2 separate regions of the Salvelinus alpinus genome follow, and region 2 is linked to region 1. The links are chromatin contacts, called in public Hi-C maps. All regions are on one chromosome and are shown on one strand. Each heading gives the region's core, a stretch centred on a gene start, on an enhancer-like site or on the middle of the called end of the contact. The rest is flanking DNA. Distances are from core to core; before and after follow the strand shown. Region 1 holds the start of cry1b (cryptochrome circadian regulator 1b). Region 2 holds the start of mlc1 (modulator of VRAC current 1).

Evidence for each region. Hi-C and Micro-C count contacts between places; a contact is called where the count stands out from the background.
Region 2: a contact with region 1 is called in a Hi-C map of red muscle, with 7 times the contacts expected there. The contact joins the promoter of mlc1 here to the promoter of cry1b in region 1. A contact is called at or near these places in 2 of 3 Hi-C or Micro-C datasets (muscle and red muscle).

Annotation. Positions count from the first base shown.
Region 1 is chr15:46,513,420-46,518,060 of SLU_Salpinus.1, forward strand. cry1b (cryptochrome circadian regulator 1b) reads right to left here and starts at 2,301. Exons shown (of 12, transcript XM_071343783.1): 1 at 1,762-2,301. The coding sequence starts at 1,919. The region is part of intron 1 of LOC139540183 (ankyrin repeat and BTB/POZ domain-containing protein 3-B); the gene reads left to right.
Region 2 is chr15:46,646,531-46,651,768 of SLU_Salpinus.1, forward strand. mlc1 (modulator of VRAC current 1) reads left to right here and starts at 3,462. Exons shown (of 12, transcript XM_071343790.1): 1 at 3,462-3,679. It overlaps LOC139540183 (ankyrin repeat and BTB/POZ domain-containing protein 3-B), which reads left to right. Exons shown (of 17, transcript XM_071343788.1): 17 at 1-875.

The sequences.
Region 1 (4,641 bases), core at 1,051-3,550:
ACTTGGATATCAACCAAGTCAAGAGAGGGTGACTGTCTGAACATTGTGTTCTGTGTTGGGTGACTGGACTGTCCCTTTAAGGAGGCATCACTTCATCCAAACCCTTATCTGAGAATGGTGTCCTCGTTTTGTGTTGCGTTCCTCCATTCACACAGTGAATGCTGTACTTGGAACTTGAATGGAACAGGTTTGGTAGAGCGTTTATCACAAGCAGCAGGGTTTACAATATGATCTCTGAAAAGGTGATGTAACCTATTATGCAACATATGATGACTAGCGGCCCTGCAAGCAATGTCATCATCATGCATATGCTTGAACAGCAGGGTAATGCACAGTGACCACAAAGTGAACATTGCTGGGTAGGCTAAATCCCGTCTGAGACTCAGTTGTGCCACTCACCTGGAGCAGACTACACACACTGGGAACTTTATATTGACTAGGCCTATATATATTCCAGCAGGCTGGTGCTGGTCCCAGAGGATAAGTGTTATTTCTTATAGCTAGGACAGCCTATGCCATTCTATTCTGGCTGGTAAAGCTATGTGAGCTGCCTGGCTCAATCACCGGCTAATAGGGCAGCTACTATAAGAGGAGGCTAGTTCTCAGGAGGAAGTGGGGTTGAGCAGTGGGTTGAATGTAGGTCAAAGCTGCGAGGACTGGAGAGCAGAATGTCATAACCACCCCAATGACACAGTGCCCCATTTCCAATGCCTGCCCGCACTCAGCCAGGATGGGGAGGGGGACTTACATAATCCTTACTGCTATGCATGTTCTTAAACCCTGCTGAAATGTAGGCCTACTCTCTCGATGGTAAAAGAAACTACTGAGAATACCCTGCGTACAGGGATGTTTTCGACATGGGTAATGCAGTCAGGTCATTCTCCCCTTCTCTTGCTCTAAACAGGAGGTTATGCTTTAAATGAACATTCTTATAAGTGGCCAAACTAAAGCAGCATAGTATGTGATCTAAATGAAAGGGAGGGAATCCAAGGTAAATCAGTAATCAACAGTCCTTGGTGCCCTGGAATGCCCTTGTTTCCTGTGTGGCACACAGATGTACTTGTAATGTACTTGTAATTGACAGTCAATATTTACTATAACTGTGTGCATAAGTGTGGTGCTAGGAAAGCCCTACTTTCCTGCCTAAGCGGTACACCACACACATACACACACACTGTCATTCATAACCACCTACAGCACTAGGATTCCTCCTTCTGGTGTTATGATAACCCAGATTTGGTTTTCCTTAACCTATTGACCAAATGTGCATAAGTGGCGTCTGGCATGCCCACGAGGTCATAATCTATCGAAAAGGAAACCATGATGGATCCATCAGAGCCCCTAGGCAAATTCACAAATGTGGCAATGCAAAAAGCAGGGACCTGTGTGACCTACCTCTGCGGTAAACAAATCTGTGTTGGGTGAGTGCAATACGAGCCACTCAATTAAAACACGTCCTCTAATACAGAGGTTCCCAAACGCTTTCTATGGGAAACTGTTCACACCCCTCATTGGTGGAGAGAATTTTGCAAGCTTAAAGCGTATTTCCTGCAATTCTATAAATATTGTCATGGGGTGCAAATAAAATGTTGCAGTTAAACAAAAATAGTAAATTAAAAAAACATTAGCTGACATGGGCTAGTTGCTCTGGACCTTTCTGACAAGTTATAAATATCTCTCTAAGGTATGACAAGAGGAACTGATGATGCACTACCCAATTATGAAATTGCACCTTGTGCATTCTACTATTAGGACCCCTACCTCCACCTGCTGATTCCCACGTTGGAGGACCCTGCAAACCAGGGGTCTAGGATGTAAACATAGCGAAGGGTGTCCGCTCCCCGGATAGACTCCTTTAGAGAGGGGTTGTCGTGGAGCCGCAGTCCCTTCCTGAACCAGTGGATCGTGTTGCCGACCATTTCACCTGCTGTCTCTTCTAGTTATGTCCACGACTCGAACCGTTGGTTATAGCGCTGATGTCAAAACAAAACGCGTAGGAGCTAAAACAATAGCCCTTGCATGCCCAAACTACGTTTCGGTTCTGTCGCCTAGATGGTTTTATAATGTAATGTTATTATTTTTTATTTTTTATTAACCTGTTAAAAACGATGTTCGACCTGTTGACTAGCCTAGAAGCTCGAAAAATTTATAATTGCGTTGTCGTATCTAGCTATTTTCCAGATAAGGAAGAAGAGCGCTGGTTCAGTAAGCGCGAGCGAGTGAACTAAAGTACAGTAGGTAGAGCGTTTTAATGAGAAATGAAACTGTCTTCCACTATCACTTGAATGTATTCCCATATTCAAAGAAAATGTTCCCTGTTGAAATTAACTTTCTTTGACAACGACTCCACCCAAAGAGATACGCGGATAAGAATGAACGAATCTGATTGGTCAATGTCACCAGTTATGTAACGTTTGCTCGCTCACGTTTCTGTAGTGTGCTTACTCCTATCTTGTGTTTTTCCACAGGCATCATTTATACACGGTAAATATCGACACAACACAATATTTTATGTTTAACAAGTTATTTACAGCTTACTTTAAACACCATAGTCTGAATATCGATCTTATTTTGGATGTTGTTGATAAAAATGTGTGCCGCCTTCCCGCGTCATGATTAGTTACGCAGGACCCGGATGAACACATGTACTGAAAAAAATTATTATGCAAGTGTATCTGTAGGCCTAGTGGGCAACCCATCACCATCACACGTCTATGCATGTGATGAATGTCAAATACTCTCTGTTATGAGACTATGTACCACTATGTATTTATGTTAAAATGCCGTCATTTCAAAATGGATTCAAACCAAATAACTATTCTTGCCTAGATATTATGCATGCAGAATTTCAGATGCAGAATTTCAGATGTGATCAGATTTCAATCAAAAACGTATCAGCAAAGATCATAAGGTAGCCTAAACACCTTAAAAGAAGCAACCAATTGTCACACAGTATTGCATTAGTAGGGCCTACACTTTAATTACATTGTCCTGAAGCATGAGGTGTGAAAACATCATGTGGATGATGATTGTGTGAAACAATTACAAACTGTAGTAGTTTTTATTCATGAGACAAGGGATGGGTGGGTAGTTGGGTGAGGAAACATGCAGTTTGAATATCTAGACACTAGATTGTAATATGCAATAACACACCATCTTTAGTAACATACATTAAGCTGCGTATAGTATAGTTGATAATCATTTTATGAAGGAAAAGTTCAATGACAACATGACTGTGTGAACTTTGAATATGTAAAATAATAAGGGAATTTCTTTATAGTAGCCTAAGTCTTCCTAGTCTGGAAATGTATGGTGAGGCTAGATCTTTGACATAATGATTGAGGTTTGCAAACTGAGCACCAGGGTTCAGTGTTGCTCCAGGGATAAGCAGCACACAACTTCAGCACAAAATGTACCAACAATACTCTCCTCAATCAAATTAAAATCAAATCAATGTAATTTGTCACATACACAGTTTACGGCAGGTGGGAAAGGTGCAGTGAAATGCTTATGTGCTAGATCTTTAACAATGCAGTACATCAGTCAATAATAACAATAAAAAGAGTCAAGGAAAAAAGAACAAGTAATAGAAGCGGTAGTATGCATCGTAATAATAGACTGTATAGAAATATAAAGTGGGTAGTAGTGTCTTGGTCGCACAGTTGAATAAATAGTATATAATAGAACAACAGAGTTGACTGTTGTGTGTGTGTGTGTCTGAGTGTGTGTGTGTGTGTGTGTTCAATCCCACAGATGTCAACAGTGCCCCATATCAGGACCAATTAAAGTTAGTTGAGAAATAGTCTATGTCCCAATTATCTCTCTTTCCTTCCAAAGTGTGCACTGGTTTACTTCCCCTCACTGATTTGAAAGGACATGACTGGTATAAGAAATATGGTGGAACATTTGCCTGGCTACGCTTCCACATCGCTACGGCCAAGTGACGCTTCTCCACGATGAGTCTGGATTTGCCTCCCTCCCCGACGATTTTTAGAATGCAAAGACATTCTGCCCGTTCTTATTGGTCCCAGAAGCCTGATAGCGTCAAAGACAGTACAGTATGAAGATAGGCTAAAACTGCTTCTCCAGTAGAAATCCCCAATCACACTTGTAGGTGATGTCATGGCGACGTTGGCTAGCTAAGCTCATGGGTAGAAACACGTCATCATGTCTAACGGTCGCCTCGCATCGAACTGCGCATGTGCAGGCCATCAAATCAAATGCACTCCTTTGATATAAAGTTATTTTTTACAAAAATGAAAATGTGTCAGTTTGTCACGCATGAGGTTGGAGTAATAACAACTTCAACTACTTAAGACATTGGCTGGAGTCTAGGTTGTGCCTTTAGATTTAGAAAAAAATTACAAATAAGGAAACATTTTTCACTTCTCTCATTGACTTCTCAAACTTCTCAAGCGTTTCTGGAATTCTCTCAATATTGGGCCTCTGGGTTTAGAAACTCTGTGATGATGTTATCAACTTTGACACTCTGATTGGTTAGATTTGTTAGAGATGATCCAATCGCTGATTCATTTGTTTTGTACAACACCCCTCATTTTGAAGTCCCACAAATGACTTCTAGGATGGCAGTTTCAGACTGAATGTATGTAGCGATCGATAGAGCAGCTGAATTAAATTCAG
Region 2 (5,238 bases), core at 2,212-4,711, 130 kb after region 1:
TAATCTATTGGTTCCATTGCGACAGGGAAGCTCAATCGCCCAGTACTTAAAAGGATTTAAAAGGATTTCAAATAGTATTTGAACCTAGGTCTGTTAAATGTAACGGTGATATATGGACATACTGTTTGTCATGTGTTCATATGTTTCAAGGGAGTCATGCAAAGGAGAGAGGTATTGGGAAATTCTTCAAGCTACGTTTGGGAAAGCAGGAACACATTTCCTTCCTTCGTCCGCTGTTAGAACTGTGTAAATATTGTGAATAAAACACAGAGCTTTGGCTCTTCCTGTAAGTTAATGTATATATCCTACAGATGTTTCTTCTCATGCGTCTCACCATTGAATATTGCTGTAAAAAACAAACGCTCTTCTTTTCAATGTGTTATCGTTCTGTATGTTTCAAGTTGCATGTCACGAGAATGACTGTTTTGTTTGTGTTCAGTTTGGTTTAAGAGTGGCATGAGACTGTAGGAGTGAGTGGGAGGGGTATAGGAGTGATACTGTCAGCATGCATCTCTAATTGTGTAGAAGTGTACTGGTGTCTTCATTTCAGGGGAGAACGACGAAGGGCCTGGATCTGTATTCAAAAAGTGTCTCAGAGTGGTAGTGCTGATCTAGGATCAAGCCCTCCTGTCTGTTTCGTCTTATTCATTATGACCTAAAAGGCTAAAACAGGCCCTAGATCAGCACACGTACTCTGAGACATTTTATGGTTAGGGGCCTGGTTCAAAATATTACCAGGGTCTTAAACCGGTCTTAAATCTTAAACCGGAGAAGCGTCTTTTGTGTTTTCCAGACATTGTGAAACCACATGTAAATGTGTGACTTAATATCTGTTTCCTCTATAAAGATTAATATAAAGAGTTATATGAATCCTCTCTCGACTGGTACAATTCTTGGCTCGACAACAATCTCAACAATTTTTCCTGCTGTGAAACCTTCAAACCTAAGTAAATGTTTTCCAGTTGTTGTTGGAACCTGTGGATTTGCCCTCTGGTCTTCTGTCATTAGCTGGATCCCCCATGGTGGAAGGTTTGGATGGTTGTCTTCGATCCCAGCTAGGGAGTTGGTTCTGTGATACAACCACACACTTAGCAAGCTGTTCTACAGAGAATGAGTGATTTTTTGGCTGCATCCCAATTCTCCACCCTTCTCTCAGTGTGCACTTGCTGTCTTCCAGTCATGGATTTAAAAGTGGTGGAAACTGCCTCCAGCCAATGCTTATGCCAATCCAATGGTTTTAAATCCATGCAAGTGCACACTTTGGGAGAAGTTTGGAAAATCGGGATGTAGCCTTAGAATACAATCCTGACAACGTTGTCTTGTGCTACTGTTCAACCCATCTGTGATCATTAGATGTGAATGCCTTTAGCCTGGTCTCCAATGTGATATGATCCGTCTCACTCCACGAAAGGGGGTGTATCAGTTTGGATTCTGGGCTAGAATGTCTGCAGAGCACTGCTGGAGCCCAATAGACAGGATTCAGTGCTGGGAACATACAATGCACAGTGTAAATAAGGCAGTATACAAACAGGATTGTGATATTATTAGCAAAGTAACTCTGTGTCTAGAGGGAGAGAATACAAGTGGTCAGAGATAAGTAGTCAGCATTCGAGAAGGATAGAGAAGAGAGAGAGAGAGAGGCAGCCAGTCAGAGAGAAGAGAGATGGAGTTTAAAAGGGAGAAGAGAGAATCAGTGCCATTGTAACAGCAGTGCAGAGAAAACAGGCGTGTCATTGTACTTCGCTCTTCTCTTCTCTAGTCAAGAATCTGTGGTTCTACTTTACGGAACAGTGCTATAGCATCAATGAACTGCTGCATAATGGACTCCTAACTCTACTCTTTTCCGTCTCCACAGTGTTTTCTCCCTTGGCTGTTTATGTGACAGATTGTTTAGATTCATTGTGTAGTTGGATGTTATTTATTATCAAATTGAGGCCACCATGCTGGCTGCCAGCCTGTCTGTCCTGTCCTGTCCTGTCCTGTCCTGTCCTGTCCTGTCCTGTCTGTCTGTCTGTCTGTCTGTCTGTCTGTCTGTCTGTCTGTCTGTCTGTCTGTCTGTCTGTCTGTCTGTCTGTCTGTAGCAGCAGCAGCCAAGTGTCTGGCCTGCCAAACAACATAATGAATCAAAATAAAACCATTACTCCTCATGTGTACAACACGGCAGGACTATAAGGACACCCCAGGTTAGTTTCCTCTGTGTGTTTTTCTATTTGCAGGATAGATAGGTTTTTAAGAGGAACTAGTCCTCTCCCACAATATGTATGTAGGCCTACTTATTTTGCCATGCAAATTCACCTATGGGGCATTTAAGGATTCTATTACATGATATTCTATTCTACTCCACTGCTTCAAACTTCTTCAAAACTCAGACATGATAGATCGACAACTCTGTGCTCTGCTATAACCTTAGACACAGAAAGGTACTGTGTTGAACTAAAGGCCTATGCTTTACTGAGACTGAACAGCCATTCCATGTCTTGCGTTTGTTGAATTGTCCAGTGTGTGTAGAGGGGACGGAGGAAGGTGGAGGGGTGGAGGAGTTGTTGAAGAGTATCCATGGAAACGGCTGTCCAGGAACAATTTTAAACCAAGAGTATACTGCTTTGTTCAGAGTCTGAATGGAATCCCTGCTTGCGGGAACACACACTCTCTCTCTCACACACACACACACACACACTTTAAACACACACACAAACACTTTAAACACACACTAATTATATTCAAAAGGATGTAATTCAGGGAAAAGTATTATGGGGAAACTGATGTGAGACACTGGAATGAATTTCCATCAGATTAGCTGTTGCAGATGTGGCATGAAATCACGTGAACCAAATGCCTCTCTGTCTCCTCTTTTCTAAAGCCCTGCCGGACAATTTGATTTACTGGACTGTGAAGTGTAGCTAGCAACTGTTGGTCAGGCAATGGCAAGAAGCAGGGGGAACTTCTAGAGGGGAGAACCCAGAGTTATTTAACTGAAACAATGAGATTATTCTCGCTATGTGTGTGTTTTGTGTGGGATGTGTGTGTGTGTGTGTGTGTGTGTGTGTGTGTGTGTGTGTGTGTGTGTGTGTGTGTGTGTGTGTGTGTGTGTGTGTGTGTGTGTGTGTGTGTGTGTGTGTGTGTGTGTATTCAGTCTACAGTTATGTGACTGTTTGTCCCTATACCTTATGGAATTTGTGTGTGTCCGTGTGTTTGACCAAGTATCTGGGCCTGACTGTGTGTATTAGCTAAAGTGTGTTTGCATGTTCTCAGTGTGTGGGCAGATGGGTGGAAGGACAGAAGGGAAAGGTGGTCTGCCCTATCTATCTGCCCCTAGCGCGAGCCCCTTCTCCCCTTGTTTCTCTCCCCTCCTCCTCTCCTTTCCGCCTCTCCTCTCCCCTCTTTGTCATTCACAGGCTGTATGCCTCTGGCACAGAACGCGCTGGCAGCCTGAGAGGCATGGGTTTTTGTTCCCCTCTTTGAAAACAGCTAGCTCCAGAATTTTGTTCTCTCTTCTAAAGAGAGTGAGAGAGAGGGAGGGTGAGAGTGGGAGAGAGAGGGGGAGAGGGAAGAAACTTCTTTCCGACCGACAAAAACAAGTGTCTTCTATATGGGATTATAAAATTGCTGTGTGTCCATTGAGAGAGAACTTGTGGGTAGATAAGTTGGGGGAGAAACTACAAGACGGACAACTAAACAGGTGAGTGGGAGAGGCATACAAGGGAATGGGAGAGGAGAGGAGGGGAAGGATACGGTGGAAAGGGGGGTGTTTGAGTCAGACGAGACCTGTAGGAGAGAGGGGAGTGGGTGTTGTTTTTGAAGTTCTGTAGGATTCATTGATGTGTGAACATTTATTTGCGTGTACTTCCATTTGTATTATTCTTGTTCCTTGATATCCCCTTTTTATCCTCTATCCGCTCAAAGTTATACCTATTTTTACTACACACCATTTTCACTCAGAGGTATATAATGCTCTCAACTACTTTGATGAATATAACTCATAATACATCTTGTTGATCTTCTATATTTTATTGGAAAGAAGATTCAAGAAATCAAGATAAATGGTAAATAAAACAATTTTGTCTTATGACACTATGTGCTAAATCCTTATTTATCAACTGATAATTTATTGAAACCAATCAATCAATCAAGTTTATTTTATATAGCCCTTCGTACATCAGCTAATATCTCGAAGTGCTGTACAGAAACCCAGCCTAAAACCCCAAACAGCAAGCAATGCAGGTGTAGAAGCACGGTGGCTAGGAAAAACTCCCTAGAAAGGCCAAAACCTAGGAAGAAACCTAGAGAGGAACCAGGCTATGAGGGGTGGCCAGTCCTCTTCTGGCTGTGCCGGGTGGAGATTATAACAGAACATGTTCAAAATGTTCATAAATGACAAGCATGGTCAAATAATAATCAGGAATAAATGTCAGTTGGCTTTTCATAGCCGATAATAACTTATTATTTCCATTTGTGCAGCCATTTTATCTCCCTAAAGAACCAAAGATAATGACGTTATCGTTTGATCCCGATTCTGATTTCTCAAAGTGTCTGAATGTCACACAATAAATGATTGATTGAATAAATGATTGATTCAGATACTGATTCTGTACATCTCACAAAGTGTTGGAGCCCTTCCCTGCAGTCAAATGACCTACCGGTCTCATGGTGGAATGTTATTCATATTTTTCATAGTTTCATAATTAATCATCATTATTCAACAAAAAAAAACCTGCCTAAAAGCCAGTGTTTCTACACTCTTAGAAAAAAAGATGCTATCTAGAACCTTAAAGGGTTCTTCGGCTGTCCCCAGGGATGAACTGGGAATGAAAAATGGCCCTGGACTTTTTGACTCAGACCGGCCCACCAAAACCCCCCCAGCGATACACAACCATCCACACAACCCACGCCACACTTTATGAAAAACAAGATTGCTGAACAATATTTATAACAATGACTTTAGTAAAATAGATGTAAAATAGAACAAGGGGTATGTGTTGCTCTAGAGGGAGGCTGGCTGGAAGAAGCACGTATTGGCACAATGGCACTGGCAGCAAGGTGGCAAGGATATATGGAAACATCTGACCTGTAAAATAAATAATACAGGAAGAAATTTGTTGGTGAAAGGACTGGTGAGTAGGCAAGTCATAGAATAAAATTAAAATAAACATATTTCCTACCTCGTTAAATTAGTAATTTCTGCAGCAGCTCACTTCTCTCAGCAGTGCCATCTATAACCAGGTCTCTGTCCAGGGCCAT